2 separate regions of the Macaca mulatta genome follow, and region 1 is linked to region 2. The links are chromatin contacts, called in public Micro-C maps. All regions are on one chromosome and are shown on one strand. Each heading gives the region's core, a stretch centred on a gene start, on an enhancer-like site or on the middle of the called end of the contact. The rest is flanking DNA. Distances are from core to core; before and after follow the strand shown.

Region 1 (5,209 bases), core at 1,063-3,562, 40 kb after region 2:
ATCCAGGCTGAAGGACCACAGACATGATACAGATGCAAAGCACCAGGCAACAGGAGTGGGGACAGCACCAAGAGAGGACCAAAGGCCCACGAGGGTATAGAGTATCTGCCAGAGCATACTAGGTCATGACAAAGACCAAAGGCATTCCAGACCACCAAGGAAGTTCAAAGGAGCTCCCCCAGAAACAGCCCAAGTCCCCAGATAAACTGACCCTTCCTCACCCAGCACACCCCTTGGCCCTTTCTCACTCATGCTTCCAGTGGAGAAGGAAATGGACAAGCAGCCAGGCCTGAGAGATTGATCAGATTCAGCTATACACACTTAGCAGGAAGCTCAAAGCCATGGAAATCAAACCTCAGGCTCTCCCAAAGGCCAAAGGAGAGGTAGCCACAGCCCGGGTCTAGGGCTCCAGCACAGAGCCACCATCTCTTCAGACGCTGGTTGCCAAGCAGAGGTATAAAATGTGCCTCGACTTAATTTTTCTGTGGACACAACCTCAAGATGGGACCGCCAGACTCTGGAGGAGCTGGGATTCCAAAGGCTCACTGCCTCTCTGCTCTGGGATCGGCAGCTGGAGTTGGGGAGAGGGAAGTATTTTGGGGTCGGCGTTGCCACCCGCTGGGCCATTTCTCTTCCTAATATCTTCCCAAGGCCTAATGCAGCAACAGAGTAAGTTTTCATTCAGCACTGATTCAGGATTGGAATTTAGTGCAAATTGCTTACATCTGCCTGGCCATATCCCAAATAGGTAGTTTAGAGCACGGAGGAGGGGCAGCATTGGCCCACTTCTCGGAGCCCGGGTAGCTGCCTGCTAAAGAATCTGGTGCCATGCTGGGACCAGCCAGCCCAGGGTACAAAACTCTCCAACAGAGTTGAGAAAAAACAGCCCAAGAGGGCTGCCAGAGACAATACAGCGATTCCATCCCACGCATGATTGGAAGGACTGGGGCAGGGAAGCTACGAAGACCCCAGAAGCGGGTGGAGATGAAGAGAAAGCAGGCCTGAAGGAGCAAGAGCAATGGCAGATCTCTCTCTCTCACACACACACACACACACACCCTCTTCAACATCAGCCAACTAGGGTGTGTGCACTAACCTCATACATTTGGTAACCTCTTCCCACAACCCAGGAGCCTGCCAAGCCCCTGGGATCCCCACCCTACTCCACCCCACACCAGCTTGGCAGCCTTGCTTGCGCTTCCTGCTGCGATTGCTCCTCCAACATCAAAGTCACCGCTGTCGGGAGCTGAAAATGAGAGACAAGTATAGGCCAGGAGAGCAGCGCCTTCTCCCAGCACCGGCGAACTCAGGCCTGAGGGTCCCTCTCCCTCTTTCAAGCTTTCAGTCTCCTTCTGCTGCAGTATCCTTATAAGGGAGAATCCAATTCTACCCTCCGCCCGGCTAAGAAATGTACACATTCCCCAGGCAAATGCCGACTTCTCACCCAGTCCACAGAAGGCACTAACCCCATCACAGGACAGGTTTTGCTTTTTTTCTCATCTTAAATAAACAAACCCCAAAGCCATTGGCTGGTTCAGATCGCCCTGCAGCTGGGAGCCAGGAAGTGTGTTTAGCTAGAAGGGGGTGGGGACGCGGGTGCCTGGAGCCCCAGAGGCCCTGAAGCTGCTGGAGTGGGGTGGGGTGGGGTGAGGGGCAACCTGCTCTGCGCGGCGGGCAGGAGCTCAGGCTCCCACGGCGTACGCCGCTCAGCCCGCCGCCAGGAACCCTCGGCTGCTTCCATTGTTGCACCTCCGCTGTTGCCATGTTGGAGGGAGAGCCCCCTGACCTCGGCTGCCTCCACTCTGGGGGCACTTTGCAGACCCCGGGGCCGATGCTACGCGCAGGGTGCGTGTCCTACCTGCGCTAGCTGCTGGCTCTGCTGCAACACCCGACGTGTCTTGTGCCCGGCGACGTGGGCTGCTCGCTCCGCGCCTCACGGGCTCGCTCTGCGGCTCCAGGCGCCTCTTGCACCAGCGCGAGAGGAGCTGGCCGGCCGCACGCCGCCTGCTCCCGGGCCGCTGCCCTCTCCAGGCTCCGCACAGACCCTAGGCTCGAAGGGGCAGAGGGAGAGGTAGCAAAGAGGGCAAGGACCAGCTTGGGGGGGTGGGGAGGGGTGCTCTCCACCGAGAGCGTGCGCGAGCTCGCAGAGTCAGGCCACCCCGGGTGAGACAATAGCGGGAGCAGCGGGCGAGAGAGGGGAAGCCATCTCCCGGACACCAGAAGCACTGCACGGCGAAGCGAGGCTCGGCCAGACCCTGCCTGGACAGGCAGCCACCCGGCCGCCGGCTCCAGCCGCAGCGCCGAATCCGCCGCGAGCCGGAGGGCGGGGCGGCTGCTGGAACCCCGGCCGTCCTTCGCCTCTCCCCTCCCCTTCCCCCTCCTCTTCTCCTCTCCTCTCCTCTCCTCCTCTCCCCTCCGACTCCCTCCCCATTTGCCATTGCGTGGGGGAAGAGAAACGCGCTGGCGTCAAGTTGTGCTCTGCAACCCAAGAGCCAGGATTTCCACTCCCCACTTGGGTGAGGGTTTTTGCGGATGGTCGTTACTTTCCCCTGCTGGAACCTTGGCTTTGGGTCAGAGGAAAGCGCAATCATTCTGCTAGAAATGACGGTGCTGAGGTCTAGTTATCCGCTTCAGGAATTTCTACCATAATTACGGTAGCGATGTTCGGGGGATCCCCTACCTTGAGGGTTAGGTGGGGGTAGAGAGAGGCTGTCTCCGGGCTTTACACGCTCAGTGTCATTCGTCTTTCTGTCTCCTTCCTTCCTCCCTTTCTGGAAGGGGAGTCTCGTTTGTTTTTGTATTCGCCCAGGTGGATCTTCCGAGCTGCGATCCAGAAAACAGCAGTCAGCCTAAGTGGGGAGGGAAGATAGAAGATCCTTCAACCCAACTAGGGTAGTGGGGGGGAAAAAAAAAAACCTTTCATACAATATGTTATATTTAAATTTTCTACTCTAAATACCTTTCTTCCAGCAGTGGTCTCTGGAAGAATTTTCCTAAAGGCTCCACCCAAAAGAAACTATGAGTTGGCCAGATCCTCCTTTGCATTTCGTTTGCATAGTACCAACGATCACTGATCTCAAAAGTATATTTTCCTAAAAACGTGAATCGTGTTTTCCTCCACTGCCCTCATTTCTTCTTTCTTTCTCGACAGACTATGAAGATTAACACCTGATTCTCAGCCTCTCAAGTAAAACCATGATTAAATAAATTTGTTATACTTTTCTCTTGTTAACTTGTCTTTTGTTACAGAAGTGTTGGCTATGACTCTTATGATGGGGAGGAAAGGGATCACCCCCCTTTCTGCTCCTACAGTGCCTTCTGTACCCAATGCTTGTGACTGGGTAGTCCACTTCACCCTCTGAATATCAAGAGTAGCGTCCTCACCTATCACGGAGGGCTGTCGTAATGATCAAAGGAGAGAATCTAGGTGAAACATCTTGATAATTAACTGAAGGCAGCTTGGTCTACACATATGTCATAATGTATATGATGCTACTCCTGATCTCAGGAGCCACAGGGGTTAAAAAATGTGTCCATGCACGTATTCACCACTTGTTCACCATACAAATATTTATGACAGCTTACTCTGTGTCTATCATCAGGTCAAGCTCAGGAGCCTGAGAGAACGCAGTGTTACAGGGGTCACTGGTCGTTCTATGCTGCTGGGGTGAAAAGTCTGAAGGAAAGAACTAACAGGAAGTAGGCCTGGGTAGCTGAGTGGATGATCAGATCACAGGCTTTATCATGCATTTTGGTAAGGAAAAAATTGAGTAAAGAGAAACCAGGGCATGCCAAAAAGTTTAGCTGCTGTAGGTGACAGAGAACCTGCTATGCACAAATAGAGCTGGCAAGTAGCGTGACCAGAAAAAAACTTCCTGGCATATTATAGAGAAGGATTTGGAGGATGCACTGCATGTCTCCCCTGTGCCCCTCCAGATCTTCCTGGCCCTCTGGCTTCCTAGACGGGGTTGGCCAATGGGAGCCATGGCTGAAGACTGAATAAGGAGGGAGGTCAGGGGAAACCGGATATTTATTCTTCAGGATTCCTCTCTTTGGGGTCACAGTGCACTGGCTGCCACCCTCAACCAAAGATCACAGCTTCTACGGGTGGTTCTCCCCTCCCTCTCTCTTTTTTTTTTTTTTCTTGAGAGGGAGTCTCTGTCACCCAGGCTGGAGTGCAGTGGCTCACTGCAACCTCTGCCTCCTGAGTTCAAGCGATTCTCCTGCCTCAGCCTCCTGAGTAGCTGGGACTACAGGCGCATGCCACCACACTCAGCTAAATTTTTTATTTTTTAGTAGAGACAGCGTTTCACTGTGTTAGCCAGGATGGTCTCAATCTCCTGACCTGGTGATCCACCCTCCTCAGCCTCTCAAAGTGCTGGGATTACAGGCGTGAGTCACTGTGCCACTCTCTTGATTCAGGAAATCACTCCCCTCCTTTGATTTTTCGGGCCTGGGGGTGGAAACATGGATTTGCTACTGGCCCTAGTAGATTGTACATTATTTCTTGTGGTTTTTAAAATTGTCTCCTTATTTTTTAACTTCTCCTGAAATTACCCCTCAAGTGCAGTGTGCCATTTGCTTTCTGCCAGGACCTAATAACACAGCTTAGGAGTGCGGCCTGGGAGCTCAACGGAGAAACCATGGCTACCTTCCAGGTGGGAAATCAGGGAATCTCAAAACAGTGCCAGAGTTGTGGCAGTGGGGATGAAAAAACCAGGCGGATACAAGAGATACTTATTAAGAGAAATCAATAAAATTTGATAAATATGTAAAATGTAGGAAATTAGGGAAGAGGAGGACTCTGGAATTATTCCCCATTTGAAGCTTTAGAAATTGTTGGCAGGTGGTACCATTCCCTAAGTTAGTGACAATTAGTAAGACAGGGCCCAGGTGTTGGCAGAGGGATCTTGCACTTAATTTTGAACATGTTGGGTTTGAGGTATCTGTGGAATGTCTAGATGGGGATGTCTAGTAGACAGCAAACTGATGAAACTAAACTCAAATTGGGGTGTGGATAAGTGATAGCAGCTTTGGATTCTGTAGGTTATAGGTGGTCAGTGAAGTTATAAGCCTGTACGAGGTCGTCCAGATGGGCATAAGGAGGAAAGAAGAAACAATCAGAGAGGTAAGAGAAAAACTGGAGGCCACAGAGTGTCAGAAACTAAGGTGGGAGAATCTCAGAAGAGAATGACTGGATAACAAGTGC
Region 2 (5,589 bases), core at 2,217-4,716:
ACAGCCTGCCTCTCAGGGTTCAGACACACTCCCTGAGGAAGCCCTCCTCCTACAGAACCAGGAGAGGCCCCAAACTAGGCGAAAACCCCACTGGATGTTCCCAGAAGCACAATGTGTCCTTGGAGCTTTGCAGTAGAGTGAGGCAAACATCCCCTGATGTTGAGGCTACCCATGGTGCCCGGACAGAACTTGCTTAGCAGAGCCACCTCGGAGTTCAGGTGATGACACATCCCATGTTGTCAGCCTTGCTCCTTTCCTTGTTTTAGAATTTCTTCAGAGGGTCCACAAAGCTACTCCTTTTGTCCTCCTTTTCCATTTGACAGCCCCCATCCCTCCCCCACTTCTCGCTGCTGAGAGCCACCAAGAAGAAGCACCATGTTCTCTGCCCTCGGTTCACCCTCCCCCACAGCCCTGTCACTTGTCCTCATACAAGTCCCCTTCACCTAGCCCCAGGGACACACGATGGGTTTTTCTCACCCCCACCCCCAAACAGATTCAAAGCCAAAGGGACAAAGAGGAGGGGCTTCTCCAAGTCCCCCAGGTGAGAAAGCCAATGGCAGGACCAAGAGAACTGAGACACATAGGCCCACCACTGCTCAAGCCCGTAAGTTCTCTCCAGGTCCTCAGTCTGAACCACACCTAGCCGCTCCCTCTATGCTCAGGATAAGGAACTGCTAGGTGGGGTGAAGTACACAGGGGAGGGGAGCTGTGGAAAAGCAGGGAGGACCCATGTTACCTTTCCGGGAAGCTGTCCCTGGGCCAAAGTCCATACTGTCACACCCTCCTGGCCAGCCCAGGGCCCAGCAACTTCTACGCCAGAGGGCACAGAGGCAGGGCAGCCACCCCCAAGGTTAGCAGTTTCATGATAAAGCAGCCTGCCTCGCCGCTGTCCTCCAGGGGAATCTCCACCTAAGTGAGGCACTCCCTCCAGCCCACCACAGACTGGCAGAGCCCTGCTCTATCCCAGCTGCCTCTACCCTGGGGGCCCACAGCTATAATTAGGGCCCCTCCAGCGGCCAGCAGACATGCCAGGCCAGGGCTTGGCTGGAGGTGACAAAGCACGGCTGCTGAGCCTATTTTGAGAGTTAGCTGATCCCTGGACTGCTACAGTGGGGCAGAGAATCACCTGACCCCATAGCAAAGGGGAGAGGGAGCTGGTCCTGAGCCCTCTCTTTTTGCCTAAAGAAGAAGCTTCCAGCTTCATGTCTTAAGGAAAAGGAGAGTGAGAAGATTTTATGAGTGAAACCAGAGCCAGCCAAGGCCCTCTTTCCCTTCAATCCTTGGGTATATCTGGTATTCCAAAACCTCTCCCACAGACCTTCACCTAGGGCTGGTCAGGATAACCATTATGTTGGCTGCGGCCCTTACCTTCCTCCCTTAGAAACCCTCTCCTTCCTGCAGCCCATTCAACAACATCATATCACACAGGCTGCCTCCTCCAGGAAGGATTCCTGGAATGTGCTGGTTGGCTCCAGTCCTGGTTCTGCCACTCACAATCCTGGGCAAGTTAACTCCCATCTCCGTGCCTCAGTTTCTCATCAGGGAGAAGGGGAACATAGCTTCACTTGCATGATGTGTGTGCACACTGTGTACTTTTTGCTATGTGACGCTGTGGTTACTGCACTGGCACTGAGTTATACAGAGAGTATTTTCATGCGCACATATCCCCATGTATCAGCCAGTTTGTCAGTCACCTGGAACGGAGAAACCAAAACCAAGAGGGCTCCCCAGCTAAGAAGCCTGTACCAAGTACTTTATTTACAGTGTCCTAACTGCTCCTCAAACAATCCTGTAGGGTAGGCCCTGTTATCACCACCATTCTAGTTTGAAAGACCTGCCTGAGGCTGCAACTACAGTAGGAAGGAGAGAATGACTGGCCCAAAGCCTGTCCTCTGAACGCTGGCACGCCCTCCCCCAAATGTCTTGGTCTTGACCATGAAGGGCCAAGAAGTCTCATTCAGGGCATCTGGATGGACAGTGCAAGATAATGCCCTTCACAAGGCTCTAGGCAGGGGACTGGCCCATTAAAATTCAAAGTAGGGATCTCAGGGGACAAAATGAAACTCATGGCGCAGGCTAGGCTGCCTCTATACCTCTGATACTGTATGAGAAAAGGATTTAAGGCCAATTTTTTAAAGTCCTCCTGGGCCAGAAGACTACAGCACCCCCCTTTTTTTTTTTTTTTTTTTTTTTGAGACAGGGTCTTGCTCTGTTGCCCAGGCTGGATGCTCACTGCAGCCTTCACCTCCCAGGCTCAAGTGATTCTCCCACCTCAGCCTCCTAAGTAGCTGGGACCACGGGTGTATGCCACCACACTCGGCTAATTGTTTGTATTTTTTGTAGAAATTGGATCTCCCTTGTTGCCCAGGCTGGCACCCCTTCTCTTGACAGCAGCAGTAATTGTGACCAAAAAATCCCAAAGGAATGGTGGAACTCAAGGGCCAGTTAATGCAGCTATCCTCTGCCTGCAAGGAGTTTCTCCTGTCCTGGCAGTTGTTTGCTTAAGGACCTTTTATGCACGCCCCCCCCACCTTTTTTTTTTTTTTTTAAAGATAGGGTCTCACTCTGTTGCCCAGCCTAGAGTGAATGCAGTGGTGTGATCATGGCTCACTGCGGCCTCGACCTCCCAGGCCCAAGTGACTCTCCCACCTCAGCCTCCTAAGTAGCTAGGACTACAGATGCATGCCACCACACTCGGCTCCTTTAAAATAATTTTTTAGTAGAGATAAGGCCTCTTTGTGTTGCCCAGGCTGGTCTCAAATTCCTGGGCTCAAGCGATCGTCCTGCCTTGGCCTCTCAAAGTACAGTGACTACAGGTGTGAGCCATGATGCCCAGCCATATACACCTTTATTGCTCTAAGAATTACCTAAGTGTGAAGGGCATGAGAAAGGGTCCATTTTCCCAGTTGTCCATCAGTAAAATGACCCACCCCTTCCAGCATCTCCAGATTTTTCATCTACCTATTTTACATCCTCGGCCTCCCCAGGACCCTCCTCAGTCTCTTTAATCTGTGCTCCAAATACTTAGGTTGCCGAGCTGCTCTGCAAATGAGGACTCGTGTGGGGAAGCAAAGCTGGGGGCAGCAAGCAGGGGATTTTCTGACTGACTGGAAGGAAGGTAGAGCACAGCACAGACGACGCACAGGGCAGGAAAACCCCTGCGGTGCCCCCATTCAAGCAAGGCACCCTCTCCTCCGTTTCCTTCCTGCTTTGCTTGGCTGACGCCTACCTTCCCGACACCAAATTATTGTTTACACGTGGTGATTAATACTACTGTGTGCTTTTGGTTTCATATTTATATTTATAACCCACCTATCTCATCTCAATGCCATAACTGCTTCTGAGTGAAACAAATGTCCCCATTTCTCAGTTTGAGAAAATGAGGCACAGAAAGAATAGAAAGTAGTACTCAAGACAGAGTTAGAAATAGAGGCTCACTCCTGGGAATCCAAGCTCAATACTCCTTCTCTAGACAACCCTCCCTTCTCTCTATATAAAGGGAAGAGCACAGTCTCCTCTCCAGAGTCTACAGGAACTGAGGGAAGTGGGAGAGGATGAGAAGCCCTCCAACTAGTTAAACTCTTTAAGGGAGACAAGATCAAAAAATGAAGTATTATTAAAATTAACAACTAACATTTATAAGTTTTTTATGGTTTACAAAGAGCCTTTATAGATACTTCTCATTGGATCCTCATGACAACTTGAGAGGTGGTAATTATACTTGGCCCCATTTCAGAGTCAGGGAAGTGGAGGCCGGGCACAGCGGCTCACGCCTGTAATCCCAGCACTCTGGGAGGCTGAGGCGGGCGGATCACAAGATCAGGAGATCGAGACCATCCTGGCTAACACGGTGAAACCCCATCTCTGCTAAAAGTACAAAAAATTAGCAGGGCGTGGTGGCGGGCGCCTGTAGTCCCAGCTACTTGGGAGGCTGAGGCAGGAGAATGGCGTGAACCTGGGAGGCAGAGCTTGCAGTGAGCTGAGATCGCGCCACTGCAGTCCAGCCTGGGCGACAGAGCAAGACTCCATCTCAAAAAAAAAAAAAAAAAAAAGTCAGGGCAGTGGAGACTCAAGAGGTTGAATGACTTGTCCAATTAGGGTTAACAAGGAAGCCTGGTTTTATCGTTAGTCCTGGAGTAGTTATCTGGCCCCAGGGATATTTCAGAGGCTGAGTAGGTCTGCAGTGACCTGGGCACTGGAGCCTGGGGGAAGGGCTTACTGCTGGTCCCAGATGATGAGGTGGAAGAGGTACTTGGAGAAGTGAGCTCTTCGGGTCTGCAGGGGGCTGCACAGCTCCTTGCCGCCATGGCTGAGGGAACAGGAGAGGTAGAAATCTTCATAGCTACAAAAGAAAGGGAGCAGGTCAGGACACCCAGCTCCCAAAACCAATCACCCAAACCTATGCATCCCTCTAAGGCCAAAATCCATTTCCCCTGGTAAAATTCCCAGTCTCTGAGGGCTATAACACGGGATTTCTGGATAGGACAGCCAAACTGGATGTAAGGAAATGTGCTCAGGCCAAAGCAACTTAATCTGAGTTCCTCTGCTCGGTTTTAGGCTCCATGCTGAGCCTTGTGGTTTTTCTTTCTTTAATGGGAACCGGCCACCCAGCCTCCTTATAGAAAGCTCCAGCCCATCGAGTGTCTGTGTGTGCGTGCATGTGTGTGTGTGCACGTGCATGCGCAAGTGAGAAGGGTGGGGGAGGAAGACGACATATGCTGACGTGAATGCCAACACACGGGGGTCCCTGTGGCTCATGACAGGTGCCTGACAGAAGAGGTCAGAGAAGGCCCCGGTTTCCCAGGCTGCCTCCTTTGTTCTCTGCCAATCGCCCAGAGGAATACATTAAGTGAGGAACAAAGAGAGAAGGGGAAGGGGGTTGGGGAAAGGGGACCAGCAGGGGCGGGGTAGGGCCCAGTGCCTATTCCCTCAGGCCTTGGATGCTGGGGACCCAACAGAGGAGCTGAGGATTTTACCAAAAGAACATCCTCCTCCACCCACCCCTGCAGGCCTAGAGAACCCCAGACAAAGGGTCAATCCCACCTCCCTGCCCCCTCCCACTGGCCAGGGAGCGTGCACTCTATCTGGGAATCCGCCATCTGTTGCCACGTCTCCTTCCACTGGTCCTGGCTCTGGAGGGGGCAGGGATGCAGAGGCAGCCAGCACCAAGAGGGAATAACAGCATCTTCTTCATCTCCTAAGGGACCTCCTCTCTCCTCTGGGATATCCCCAGCCCAGGTCTTCCTCAGACACTTGGCTCACCCCTGCAGCCCCATTGCACCACAATGTCACACAATGCCACACATCCTAAGACTTAGGACAGTGGTATTACATGCAGATAGGAAAAAGCCCTGGTGGAGGTCAAACTCAGCTTGCTCCCTAGTGGCTGCTCAGCCCTGGGCTCACCTGGTAGCCCAGATGATGGGGATGCGGTGGGTGGCATAGACAGTGAAGGCCAGGGCCCTGGAGAAATGGCAGGCCTCCTGGACCAGGTCATGCTTGCGGCTCCCGGGCACTGCCGTCTGGAAGTCTGCATTGAATGTGTTGCAGTACAGCTCCACCAGGTCCAAGATGGCAGCGGTCAGGGCT

The links. Hi-C and Micro-C count contacts between places; a contact is called where the count stands out from the background.
Region 1: a Micro-C map of CD4 T cells shows a contact between it and region 2, with 15 times the contacts expected there. The contact joins the promoter of PIK3C2B here to the enhancer-like site in region 2. A contact is called at or near these places in 10 of 14 Hi-C or Micro-C datasets (CD4 T cells, blood, cortical neurons and 5 more).

What each region holds. Positions count from the first base shown.
Region 1 is chr1:62,238,270-62,243,478 of T2T-MMU8v2.0, forward strand. It overlaps PIK3C2B (phosphatidylinositol-4-phosphate 3-kinase catalytic subunit type 2 beta), which reads right to left and starts at 2,313. Exons shown (of 33, transcript XR_013418051.1): 1 at 1,859-2,313. It overlaps LOC144341277 (a long non-coding RNA gene), which reads left to right. Exons shown (of 3, transcript XR_013418147.1): 3 at 1-1,474.
Region 2 is chr1:62,197,180-62,202,768 of T2T-MMU8v2.0, forward strand. PIK3C2B (phosphatidylinositol-4-phosphate 3-kinase catalytic subunit type 2 beta) reads right to left here. Exons shown (of 33, transcript XR_013418051.1): 11 at 5,407-5,589; 12 at 4,220-4,342. All of the region lies in intron 2 of LOC144341270 (a long non-coding RNA gene), which reads left to right. Among named protein-coding and RNA genes, the nearest start is that of PIK3C2B, 41 kb to the right of the region's middle. Within about 2 kb of position 3,467, at least 7 of the 40 cell types and tissues checked have an H3K27ac peak or open chromatin away from gene starts, as enhancers often do. A contact at or near this core is called in CD4 T cells and blood, where this site is marked.